4 separate regions of the Mus musculus genome follow, and all the other regions are linked to region 1. A link is a contact called in public ChIA-PET and HiChIP or PLAC-seq data. All regions are on one chromosome and are shown on one strand. Each heading gives the region's core, a stretch centred on a gene start, on an enhancer-like site or on the middle of the called end of the contact. The rest is flanking DNA. Distances are from core to core; before and after follow the strand shown. Region 1 holds the start of Rab3gap1 (RAB3 GTPase activating protein subunit 1). Region 2 overlaps Zranb3 (zinc finger, RAN-binding domain containing 3). Region 3 overlaps Ccnt2 (cyclin T2). Region 4 overlaps Zranb3 (zinc finger, RAN-binding domain containing 3).

Evidence for each region. ChIA-PET counts read pairs in DNA pulled down with a chosen protein or histone mark. HiChIP or PLAC-seq counts read pairs in DNA pulled down with a chosen protein or histone mark.
Region 2: an RNA polymerase II ChIA-PET map of memory CD8 T cells shows a contact between it and region 1, with 93 read pairs. The contact joins the enhancer-like site here to the promoter of Rab3gap1 in region 1. A contact is called at or near these places in 2 of 484 Hi-C or Micro-C datasets (the MNK3 cell line and nephron progenitors), 4 of 115 datasets of contacts at active chromatin or transcription factors (double positive thymocytes, effector CD8 T cells, embryonic stem cells and 1 more) and 3 of 9 other capture datasets (adipose tissue, liver and pancreatic islet).
Region 3: an RNA polymerase II ChIA-PET map of memory CD8 T cells shows a contact between it and region 1, with 211 read pairs. The contact joins the enhancer-like site here to the promoter of Rab3gap1 in region 1. A contact is called at or near these places in 1 of 15 datasets of contacts at CTCF or cohesin (the NIH/3T3 cell line), 3 of 115 datasets of contacts at active chromatin or transcription factors (the SCID.adh cell line, embryonic stem cells and memory CD8 T cells) and 3 of 9 other capture datasets (adipose tissue, liver and pancreatic islet).
Region 4: a contact with region 1 is called in an H3K4me3 HiChIP or PLAC-seq map of bone marrow-derived macrophages, with 2.5 times the contacts expected there. The contact joins the enhancer-like site here to the promoter of Rab3gap1 in region 1. A contact is called at or near these places in 2 of 39 promoter capture datasets (embryonic stem cells and liver), 1 of 484 Hi-C or Micro-C datasets (nephron progenitors), 2 of 115 datasets of contacts at active chromatin or transcription factors (bone marrow-derived macrophages and memory CD8 T cells) and 3 of 9 other capture datasets (adipose tissue, liver and pancreatic islet).

What each region holds. Positions count from the first base shown.
Region 1 is chr1:127,867,270-127,870,178 of GRCm38.p6, reverse strand. Rab3gap1 (RAB3 GTPase activating protein subunit 1) reads right to left here and starts at 1,406. Exons shown (of 24, transcript NM_178690.4): 1 at 1,350-1,406; 2 at 1,199-1,254. The coding sequence starts at 1,367.
Region 2 is chr1:127,952,644-127,955,447 of GRCm38.p6, reverse strand. Zranb3 (zinc finger, RAN-binding domain containing 3) reads left to right here. Exons shown (of 21, transcript NM_027678.3): 21 at 383-1,269. The coding sequence ends at 481. Among named protein-coding and RNA genes, the nearest start is that of Gm28800, 6.8 kb to the left of the region's middle. Within about 2 kb of position 1,352, at least 10 of the 459 cell types and tissues checked have an H3K27ac peak or open chromatin away from gene starts, as enhancers often do. A contact at or near this core is called in the MNK3 cell line, effector CD8 T cells and memory CD8 T cells, where this site is marked.
Region 3 is chr1:127,795,232-127,797,947 of GRCm38.p6, reverse strand. Ccnt2 (cyclin T2) reads right to left here. Exons shown (of 9, transcript NM_028399.1): 5 at 2,631-2,693; 6 at 62-107. Among named protein-coding and RNA genes, the nearest start is that of Ccnt2, 22 kb to the right of the region's middle. Within about 2 kb of position 1,432, at least 40 of the 459 cell types and tissues checked have an H3K27ac peak or open chromatin away from gene starts, as enhancers often do. A contact at or near this core is called in the SCID.adh cell line and memory CD8 T cells, where this site is marked.
Region 4 is chr1:127,990,169-127,993,150 of GRCm38.p6, reverse strand. Zranb3 (zinc finger, RAN-binding domain containing 3) reads left to right here. Exons shown (of 21, transcript NM_027678.3): 11 at 172-351. Among named protein-coding and RNA genes, the nearest start is that of Gm28800, 31 kb to the right of the region's middle. Within about 2 kb of position 1,605, at least 82 of the 459 cell types and tissues checked have an H3K27ac peak or open chromatin away from gene starts, as enhancers often do. A contact at or near this core is called in bone marrow-derived macrophages, liver and pancreatic islet, where this site is marked.

The DNA of each region.
Region 1 (2,909 bases), core at 157-2,656:
GTATCATTTTTATTTATTTCCCAGTGATAATTCCTCACTTACTTGTCTCGAAATGTCAGTCCCTTCTCATGTTTAACCAAACCCTGAACCATTTTCCCTTTCCTTTCTTAAGGCAGTACCTCTTAGATTGCTCAGGCTGGTCTTAATTCCTTAGCTCAAGTGATCCGCCTCAGCCTTGCCAGTAGTCACTATTATACACAGGTGCCACGTCACCCAGCTTCCATTTCCCTCCCCAATTTCAAAGCAGGCATTTCCTATCTTTTCCCTACAAAAATGTCTCCAACAATTTTGTAGTCCACGTTTTCCCTACTTAACTAGTTCTTTGTAGTTAGTACCAACTGGCTTACATTTTAACTATTTGTTGGAGTTTTTAAAAGGTATATAGATTTCCCTGATCTTAGGATAGTTCAGGGCACACAGTACTTCCTCATAAAGTCTTGCTAGTGTGTTAAGTCTTACTGACTCGATGAAGTGTGGGGATGGGAACACAAGTCAAACTACTATTTCAAAGATCTTTTATATCTTCCTATGCCACCAACTGATATGAGAGCCACACATTTGTAAAGCCTACAAGCACTGCAACAATAACCTCAATAGCTAGCTATCAAGCCAACAAACTTAGTTTTCAACTCACTCAGGTGATAAAACATGTTCGCCTTAATGCAGTTGTTCATCTGAATTTGACAAGCTCGGGAAGTCTGGGCACAGGACCAAGTTTAAAATGTAACGCTGTGAATCAAAACATTCCAAAGACGTATGTAAACATACTATTTATAAGTATGAAATAGTAGAATTTTAATTTTTTAATTTCTCGAAGACAGGATAACGATGGTAAGAGGATGACAGATGAACAGTCATCGGTACGCTAAAAGTCTCTTCCAATAAACACAGGAAGAAAACACAGCAGCTGCTTAGCTGACGGCTTTGATGACAACTGAGGCAAATTGACATGAAAGCATAAGACCCGGGGACGACCTCGGAAATGGTTTTCTGTGCCAGGGAAGTGATCTGGAAGTCAACACAACTTGTTTTAAAGGCGGAGTCTGAAGGTTGGTCTGACCTGTCTGTATGATTGATGCGGAAAAAGCCAAAGTTGCCGTGGCGCGGAAGAAGAGACGAAGCGTGGGCGTCTCCCTCCGAACCAGCGTCACCTGTGTGATGCCGCCCGGGGCCAGACAGGACCAAACACACTACTCACCTCTCCCACTCCGAGGCTGTGGTGAAGTCTGTGATCTCAAACACTTCGGACTCGGGCTGCGGGGACAGAGAAGAGCACAGACAGTAAGCTGCGGGCCACTGACGTCGGCGGCAGAACTCTGTGACAGAGGCACCCAGGGCGCAGAACTCACCTCACTGTCCGCCGCCATCTTGCGGAGCGGAGCGTCAGGCCCCGCGCGAAGGCTGTCGGGAAGAAGGGAGCTAGGAGGAGGGCACTGAGTGGCCGTGGGCGGGGCCTCGGTGGGTGGTGGGTGGGGCCCCGAAGCGGGCCCGCCTACAAAGGGCCTGCTGGAAGGTGGGAAGACCTTTTTCCTCCAGACAGAAAGATCTTAGTGTGGCATACGCTCTTCTTCAAGGTGGTTTAGTAATATTTTTTTTAAAATTCTGTTGGGGCTAGAGGGATAACTGTGCAGTTAAGACTACCCGCTGCGCTTTCACAAGACCTATGTTCGATTTCCAGCACCTGCATAGCAGTTCACAACCATTTGTGATTTCAGTCCAAAGGGATCCTGTACCTGCTTCTGGCCTCGACTGACACCAGGCATGCACGTGCTGCACAAACAGATTTACATGCTGACGAAACACTCATGCACATGAAATAAAATTAACAAGTATTGTTTAAAGAATTAAAAGTAAAAATAATAAGAGTATTTTGTAGACTCAAGAAGAGCTGATGAGCCGAGCGTGGTGGCACACACCTTTAATCCCAGCACTCGGGAGGCAGAGGCAGGCAGATTTCTGAGTTCGAGGCCAGCCTGGTCTACAAAGTGAGTTCCAGGACAGCCAGGGCTACACAGAAAAACCCTGTCTCGGAAGAAAAAAAACAACCAAACAAACAAAAAACAACAACAACAAAAAACAAAAACAAACTGATGAACATTTTGAAATTGTTACATGACATTCACATCCACAGATGTATTGGGCTACATTCATAAATATCTTGGGGCATATGTAGTCCTATATGGCAAAGACCCTAGATATGCATGGTCACAATTGTATTTAAAAACCTCTTTGAGTTTTCATTCAAATGGGTTTTTTTTTAGATTTATTTATTCATTTTATGTATATGATTACACTAGAATGTGTATGAGTATATTTATTTTATGTATATGAGTATACCAGAAAAGGGCATCAGATCCCATTACAGATGGTTGTGAGCCACCTTGTGATTGCTGGCATTTGAACTCAGAACCTTTGGAAGAGCACTCTTAACCACTGAGCCATCTCTCAAGCCCTTGGTTTTGTTCTTGAGATAGGGTTCATAAGCCAGCCTCACACGCCTTGTGGTGAGAAGAGCGAACTGGAATTCTGATCCTCTTGCCTCCTTTTGAGTATCCTGACTGCAGTCATGTAGCACCGTCTTGGATTGTATGGTGTGGTGGTAAAGACAGAAGCGAGGACCATGCATGCTAGGCAAAAGCTCTACCAACAGAACTACATCCTCAGCTCTTGTTCAAACTTTACAACTCATAAACACTGACCAAGATCCTTAAACCCACTGTCTCCTTTCCTAACCCCAGGAAAAGAAAATCTATACAACTAAACTTATTGTTTTAAAAAGCAGCCAGGCATGGAAGTGCATGCCTTTAATCCCAGCACTCAGGAGACAGAGGCAGGCAGATCTCTGTTAATTCAAGGCAAGCCTGGCCTACAAAGTGAGACCAGGACAGCCAGGGCTCTGTTACACAGAG
Region 2 (2,804 bases), core at 103-2,602, 85 kb before region 1:
TCTCTAGCTCCTTCATTGGGGACCATGTGCTCTGTCCAATGGATGGCTGTGAGCATCCACTTCTGTATTTGCCAGGCACTGGCAGAGCCTCTCAGGAGAGAGCTATACCAGGCTCCTGTCAGCAAGCTCTTCTTGGCATCTGCAATAGTGTCTGGTTTTGGTGGTTGTTTATGGGATGGATCCCCAGGTGGAGCAGTCTCTAGATGGTCATTCCTTCAGTCTCTGCCCCAAAAGAATGTTTTCCTATAACTGAGACTGGTAAACCTAGGCTCTCAGGACATTTCCTGTGGGTAAGCACTGCATATATGGATAATGTGCCTTTTTCCAGGCTTCAGCAGAAAGCTTTCTCCCTAACCTAAGCTATGTATCTGCTTCCTCCTAGAGAACTGCCCAGCAAGCCAAGGAAAGAAGTCAGGTGAGACGACTCTCTCTGGCAACAAAGCACGGATCAGACATCACCCGGTTTCTGGTGAAGAAGTAAGGCGAGATATAAACAGAAGCAGATGGCCTGCAGGCAGAAGCAGTTGTCACAATTCATCTTCATGTATGTCTAGTATTTTAAGAATAGGAAGTTTTTAAATATAAGTCAATAACTGAAATTTAGATTTTTGCTAAGCTCTCTTAGTGTTACATACTTAACAGAAACTGAGGGATGATGGGAAGATTCTGGGGTCTTCCTGACTCATGAAGATTGTCAATTATGTTTCAGCAAGATTTTGTTCCGCTTTTTTTCCCCTTCTACACCTTAATCACTGCATTGGGCATGGATAGTGTGGGACAAATATATTCACGCAAACCTGACAGCTCTTGATCACCATTGCTTCTGGACTGTGTAGTATAAAGGGAACATTCCAGAACAATCAGGGACATTTTGGAGACAAGCCATGATTAGTAAGGAATGATTACAGCTCAGGCGCATGTTTGGGGTGCAGCCTCCTTGCTTGATTTCTGGGCCAGTCCTCTTCATTGAAGAGATGCTTTTGTTAATGAACTGATTGTAAGCTCACATGGTGTCTGTGTACAACTGCTGTGCTCTGAGTAACCATGAGAACAAGTGAGAGACCACAGTGCCGCACAGCCTCGCTTCTGTTTTCCTGTTTGCTCCCTTGTTTCCTGTCATGGTTTGTTTTGTTTTTAATGTATAAAATCAGGCTAATTGTCAAAACAGATTTTGTCTCCTGGTCCTCGTTTCCTGGTTTTAAAATCCTGGTAGTGATTTGTTTTGTTCTGTTCTTTCAATAAACCTTGTAATTTTTTAAAAATATTTTTAAATTATGGGTACGTGTATCCCTGTGGGGCCGGGGGAGATGCGCAGTTGCCCACAGAGGTGGTGTAGCTCCCAGGCCTGCCACACAGCAGCTCTGACAGATGCTGCAGACTGAGTTGCTAACCACGGGACCATCTCTCCTTCTCCATATCCTATTTTATTAGGTTTATTTCTGTTACCTCTTAAAAAGAAGGATGGCCAACAAATCGTGGTGGCGCACGCCTTTAGTTCCAGCATTCAGGAGGCAGAGGCAGGCGGATCTTTATGAGTCTGGGGCCAGCCTGGTCTACAGAGTGAGTTCTAGGTCAGGCAAGGCCATGTGGTAAGACCCCGTTTCCACAATAAAGTGACAGTGGGGTTGGGAGGTGGCTCAGTTGATGAGCTGCTGGCCACACAGCATAATAGCTTAAGTCTGAGCCACAGAACCTGTGTGAAAACCTAGGTGTGGTGGCACCTGTGACCCCAGCACCGAGTAGCCAGAAACAGAAGGATCCCTGGGGCTCCCAGGCCAACGGTCCAGGGAAGAGGTAAGCTTCTGGTTTAGTGACATCTGGCCTCCATGTGCATGTTCTCCATACACACATACACACAAGACTAATAGTGATAAAATTCACCACATAAAAACAACCAGAAGGTTAAATGTAGGTCAAACCCAATGGTAACATTAATGAGACACGTGCTAATGATGGACTGGAGAGGTGGCTCGGTGGGAAGAGCACGAACTGTCCTTCTCAAGCGCCAGGGTTTGGGTCCCAGGACCCACGTGGAAGCTCAGAACTGTCCCTCTTCTGGCCTTGGACACTAGCACACGAATTATCCATAGCTACACATGCAGGCAAAACACCCATACAAAGATGAATATAATAAATTTGAAAAAAATATTTAAGTAACCTTTTAAAAAGAAAATAGGGATAATGACAGGAAAGGGCGAAGCCATTCCAGCAACGTCCCCTGCAGGAAGAGTGACAATCAAAAAAGCATCACTCTCAGATCCAAGGAGGAATTCCATCCCCAGAGGCGCCCATGTGTGTACACTGGGATGCAAACCACGTCAAATGCTTAATGTTAGTTAGCAGCTACCAGGTCACACCTTATTTGTAGAAGCCTTATGCACTGTGAGCTATCCTTGCAGAGTGTCATCAAGTCTATAACTGACCTATTGCGTGACGTCAGGTGGAGCTGTCTCTCTTATAAAGCAGATCCTGCACTGTCTGGCCTCTTTCCTGCTCTGCACACCTGCCTTTTTGCAATTTTCCACCTTATTTCCAGTAACCAATCATCATGGTTCGCAGGCAAGAAATGCAGGCCCAGCCCACGGCCCCTCCCCTCCAGCATGTGGTCTTCTTGGCAGACTTTGGTGTAAGTAGGTCAGTCAGTGGGGCTTGCTCCTCATTCACTGTAGTGGGAATTCTCAGGAGAGAGTTCTTAGATGTCAGTTATGCCTGATTGTTTTGTAACAGGCCCCCCAGACCTTAGCACAACTGACTCCATGATGATAGTACCATTCAGGCTGTAAACTCAGCTTGTAAACAGCACC
Region 3 (2,716 bases), core at 183-2,682, 72 kb after region 1:
CTGCATTAAAGGAAGCTATAGTGTGCTACAACAGTGCAACAAAGAGGGTCAGGATAACAACCTGTTGGTAGCCATGAAATAGGATGTCTGTGCCAAATCCTTGCTTGCTGTAAGAAAAGAAAGAAGAACGAAGACAATATCATCAGCTTCAACATGTCAACATCACAAAAACTCTCAATACAACATCAAAGATTTGTACACAAAAAGTAAATTTTACTTACTACTTACAAATATCACAAGAGCGCCATCATTTTCTATACTACTGAAAATCTTCAACAACATTCACTCAAATGTTTCTTGCTATCCCCCATAGATCTGAGAAACAAGCCGATTTGCTTTTAGCTAGCCAGTTACAAGGGCTAAACTTGTTACTAAGTTAAGCATCTAGTCAGCTAAAAGTTGAAATAAAGCATTCTCCTGGATTAAAAAAAAAAAAAAAAACAACAAAAAAACAAACAACAAAAAACAAAAAGAAGAAGAAGAAAAAGATTTTTGAAGTCTAATACCAAATATGAAGAGTAGCCCGCCAAACTTAATCCTGTCATTATATTTAGGCTGGCTTAAATATTTCCTTCAAAATTGAGCAAAACAACCCCCACCCCAAACTTCTAAGAACATAATCTCAGTTCTTTATCATGTTATTATATATTGTTATTAGATATTAACAGAGTATAGGAAACTCCACTGTACTAATTTTTTAACTTATCGACTCCATTAGAGATAAAACCTAGAAAGAGGATTATTCTAGGAGGAGTGCTTCCGACACTGGTCCCCAACAGGAAAGCAGTTTTTAACTAGTTCCATAAGATACTAAACGGTTTCCCTTCCCCTACCCCATGCTCTTCCCACAGAGACCTGACCAGCCCCCACCCCTTCTGATCAAAAATCACTAGCCTGGCAGCCCCAAGCCCCACCCTCAAGGCCCCAAACTCTTTCCCCTCCTAGTTTTCACTCTTGGCACCTGTGATCCCTGCTGCCCCATGTGATCATCAAGGGAAGGTTTAACAAAAGGGATTGGGTCTGGCAGAGCTGTGCTAAGGAAGACTGTCAGAGCACCAGAGGTCTTGGAGGCAGTGTGACTTAAGTATGGTATTCTTTCCTGGTGGGGAGGGAAGGAGAGATCAGAGTGAAAGGTCCCTGGTAAAATGACATCAGTCAATTGTGCAGCAAAGTAGCAACTGTCTCATCTGGAGTGGGAAGTGAGGGTTTCGCACAAATCATATCTACCCACCACCACCACCCAACCAAAACCTCCATACAATAATAAAAACTCAATTGTGGTATCATGTTTCCTAAGGAACGTATCTAAATTCAATACAGGAAGGAATGTAAAGTGTTCTTGTTAGTTCAAAGTTGTAACAGAGCAAAGAGAACAAAGACAGTGAAGATAAAAGAAAATCTTTAAAGGGAGGAAGTACAGCCACCTCAAAGCTGAGTCAGAGGAACGAATGAAGGAACAAACACACATGCATGCGCACACACACACACACACATACACACACACACACACACACAGTATCCTGCACTCAAGGTTCAGGATATCAGACTTTAATAGAACATCAAAACAAAACTAACAAACAAAAAACCCCAAAACTTTGTGGGAATACATCAAATCTGTAAAGTATCTGTTTAAAATCCAGCCTTATTTAAAGGCAGTACCTTAGTAAGTAATATCTTTGTTAAACACACACTAATGTCTTTCTTCATTGTTCTTTAGGCTCTTGATTTAGAGCAAATTATGTGGTTTGCTAACTTGCACAGACTGGTTTACTCTTTGAAGCTTTCAATAAGACCAGCCCATATGCTTTTCTTTCAATGAGACCAGCCTATATGCTTTTCTTTCAATGAGACCAGCCTATATGCTTTTCTTTCAATGAGACCAGCCTATATGCTTTTCTTAACACGTACAGCTAATTGCTATTTGATTTGATACTTTACTGTAACTAGGGAAGCAACTGTGCTACAAAGTATATTTATATGCTTGTGAAGAATAGGAACCATAATTAAAATATTGTATTTTGCAAAGTGATTCTCTGGTAATGTGTGTTCCTAGTCTTAGAACTCTACTTTGTTAGCAAAGATGCTGGCTTGAAGCCTCTGGGCTTGCTTTCCAAAGCTGTTTTTTTTTTTTTTTTTTTTTTTTTTCAAAATAAAATGCTATCTAGAAGTAAAATGAATTCAATTTAGAATGACTGAGACTGTTAAGATAAATACTAAGTATGTGATCTCTCTCTCTCTCTCTCCAAAACCCCTGTGAGAGACCAAAACCACTGATTTTTGTTTTCAAAAGGACCAAAAGCACAGAAGCAGATCCCAGAAGCTGCGATGCACCATAAGCAATCCAGATGGGAACTAGAAAAGCAACACTGGCAGCCCGTGGGAAGGGCTCTTGCTCATAGAAGGTCTAACGGCATGAGAGTTGTTAGTTTTCTCCATTACCACACAAATGCAACCAAATGTACTTGGAAAAAACAGACAGAAGTAGATGACTAAGATACTGAACACTATTTCAAAATGACATTTGCACTTTTTAATAAAACCCAACATAAGGCTAGAATCCACAATATCCATACCAGTCCTAGAGGAAAGAAAGCACACCACTCATCCCAGATGGTTGAGGGACCACTCACCTCTTACTAACTGGGTGCATTTCACCACATCTGTGTGTGGGTGTTCAATGGTGATCTCAAAACCTGAAATGAAAAGCACTTTTTTT
Region 4 (2,982 bases), core at 356-2,855, 120 kb before region 1:
ACTTCCTTCTCTCATGACACTAAGCTATCAAGTTGACAATTAAAGCTGACTAGAATGCTTGTTTTCTCTTCTTATAATGTGTTTAGGAAGGCTTTCTTACATGGGAGTCTCATGCTACATGCATGTCTCATGTTCAGCTTATTTGTATCTCACTCCCTTTGTTTTGCTTAGGGTTTAACGTTTACTGCTGCGAGTCACGTTGTCTTTGCTGAGTTGTACTGGGACCCTGGACATATCAAACAAGCAGAAGACCGAGCTCACCGAATCGGACAGTGCAGTTCTGTGAATATTCACTACCTTATTGCAAATGGTACTCTGGACAGCCTAATGTGGGCAATGCTGAATCGAAAGGTAGGGCTTGAGTTTTAACCCCGTCTTTATTGTAGTCTGTACACTGCATGAATTAGGAGGCTGAGTTTTGATGTGTGCAAGCAAAGGCTACCTAAGTCTACCAAGATAACACAGTAGAGATTAAGATCATAAAGGACTCAGTTAGTACTTCATTTCCTGCCATCCTCTACTGTACCATGGCACCAGTTTCCAAGCGGGCTGGTTTTTTCCAAGCCCTTTTTCTTTTCCTTTTTTAAAGCAAAGCTTGATTTTTTTTTTTTTAGCTTTGTGTATGTATGTCTACACGGGAGTTGTACATGTGAGTGCAGGTGTCCATAAAGGCCAGACAAAGGCCTCAGGTCCCCTTGAGCTGGAGTTACAGGGCCTGTGGGTCCAAGGAACCAACCTTGGGTCTTCTGCAATAATTTTTAACTCCCAGGCCATCTCTAGCTACCGTGAAGGCCCCTTTTCTGTTGCTATTTTATTCTTCCTAGTTTTCTCATATGCTGAGACTGAACTCTGCCTTGCTCACAGCTCACACATGTTTCATAAGAGCTTTCACGACCACTCTCACCACTCCAGAAACAAGGCTAGGATCCCTGGAGCCTAACTTAAGAAGCACTGAGTCTTTTCCAAAAAGATTCTTGCATTTTGAACTAATGTGAACAGAAGACAGCCTGTACCCTTTCCTCAGCTGCCTCTTTTTCCCAACACTGAAGGATGCTTATAGAAGAGGCCTGAGTAAGAGCAGGATTTCTTAGTCATTAGGGATGCTATAACAAATACCATTACCATGGTGGCGCATAATAAATGGAATCATGTTCCTCTGGGTTCTAGAGGATGCGATGTGCCATCATGGAGCCAGCATGGTCAAGTTGGGCAGGACTTCCTCTTGGGTCCTCATGCTCTTCTTTTATAAGGACAGTGATCTCATTTGTGAGGTATTGTGCTGGCTAGGTTTATGTCAGCTTGACACAAGCTAGTTAGTCATCAGAGAGGAGGGAGCCTCAATTGGGAAAATGCTTCCATAAGGCCTGCTGTAGGCAGGCCTGTAGGGCATTTTCTTACTTTGTTATTGATGCGAGAGGACCATCTCTGGGCTGTGGTCCTGGGTTCTATAAAGAAGCAGGCTGAACAAGCCATGGAGAGCAAGCCAGTAAGCAGCACCCTCCATGGCCTCTGCATCAGCTCCTGCCTCCAGGTTTCTGCCCTATTTGATTTCCTGTCCTGACTTCCTTTGATGATGAACAGTGATAATGGAAGTGTAAGTCAAAATAACCCTTTCCTCCCAGGTCGCTCTAGTCATGACTAATCGTCTCCTCCTAACACCTTCGCATCAGTCATTAGGTTTCAGTAAATGAATTTTGGAGAGTCATACATTTTTAGTCTATTACATTTTATTCTGTCTTGTCCTAGTTTTATTTCTATTGCTCTGATTTAATAAAAGAGGGCTGGCTTATTCAGCTTATAACTCCAGGTTACCTTCAGTCACTGAGGGGACAGCAAGCAGGGACATGAAGCAGCTAATCCAGTCAGATCCACAGTCAAGAACGGAGAGAAATGAACACATGCTTACTCTTGAGCCCCGGTTTTTCACTTTTGTACCATTCAGAGCCCAGCCCATGAATAGTACCACCCAATTTGAAAACAAGCCTCAAATGCATGCCCACAGGCCAACCTGATCTACTCAGCCACCCTACCCTGGTAATTCTAGGTTTGTCAAGATGTAAAACCAACCATTATCTGTCCCCATAAAATTCATGAGCTTCTATGCACAAACTGCACTCATTCATTCTACCAAACTCCAATATCTAATCTAAATATTATCTAAATCAGATGTGGATGGGACTCATCCTGGAGATGAAGTTCCTCCCCAGTTGTGACTCTGAGAGGCCAACTACATTATAGACTTCTAAACTACAGCTGAGGGTGAGATATCTAAAATACTCATTCACACTCCAAGAGGAAGAAAAAGGAAAGAACAAAGGGCTCGCTCGTCTCAGACAATTCTTAAACCTCACAGGGCAAGCTGAGTAATATCAAAGCCTGCTATTAATCCTCTTTGGCCCTATACTGTCCTCCAGGCCACAGAGAGCAGTAGCCCTGCCTTCCGGATCTACTGGGATGGAGATATCCCCCTGTCTCAGCTGGGCACTGGCCAAACAGTTGCAGTGGCTCCGCCCCTGCCTTGGCTTTCAGGTTCTGTGCAGTGGAGAGAGATCACAGGTGCTGCAGAGCTGCAGCAGGCAGCCCCACCCCCTGCTGCTCCCTCTCTGTTGGTTTTCACAATCCAGTAAAAGCAAGTGTGTCACAACACCCACCACCCTACCAGTGCCAATGACAAGAGTGTCACCTAGTGATCCCTGCACTGCCTTTGTCACCCTCTCCCCTTGTTTTGTATTCCCCGCTGTGGAGTCCTGCTGTGCTCCAGTTCTGTGCAGCTCAAGAAGGCTGACAGGCTGCCCTTGCTCCGCCATCTCTCGTCTGTGATTGCTTCCCTCCCAGCTGACACACTCCTGTCAGCCTTTCACTTTGACTACGTCTGCAGTTCATGTCACGCCATCTGTTCTATCAAATGGCCACTGGGACACACTTCAGTGTTGTCTTCAAAACAGTTCTCCTCATTTGTTCTGTCTTGATGAGCTAAGAATT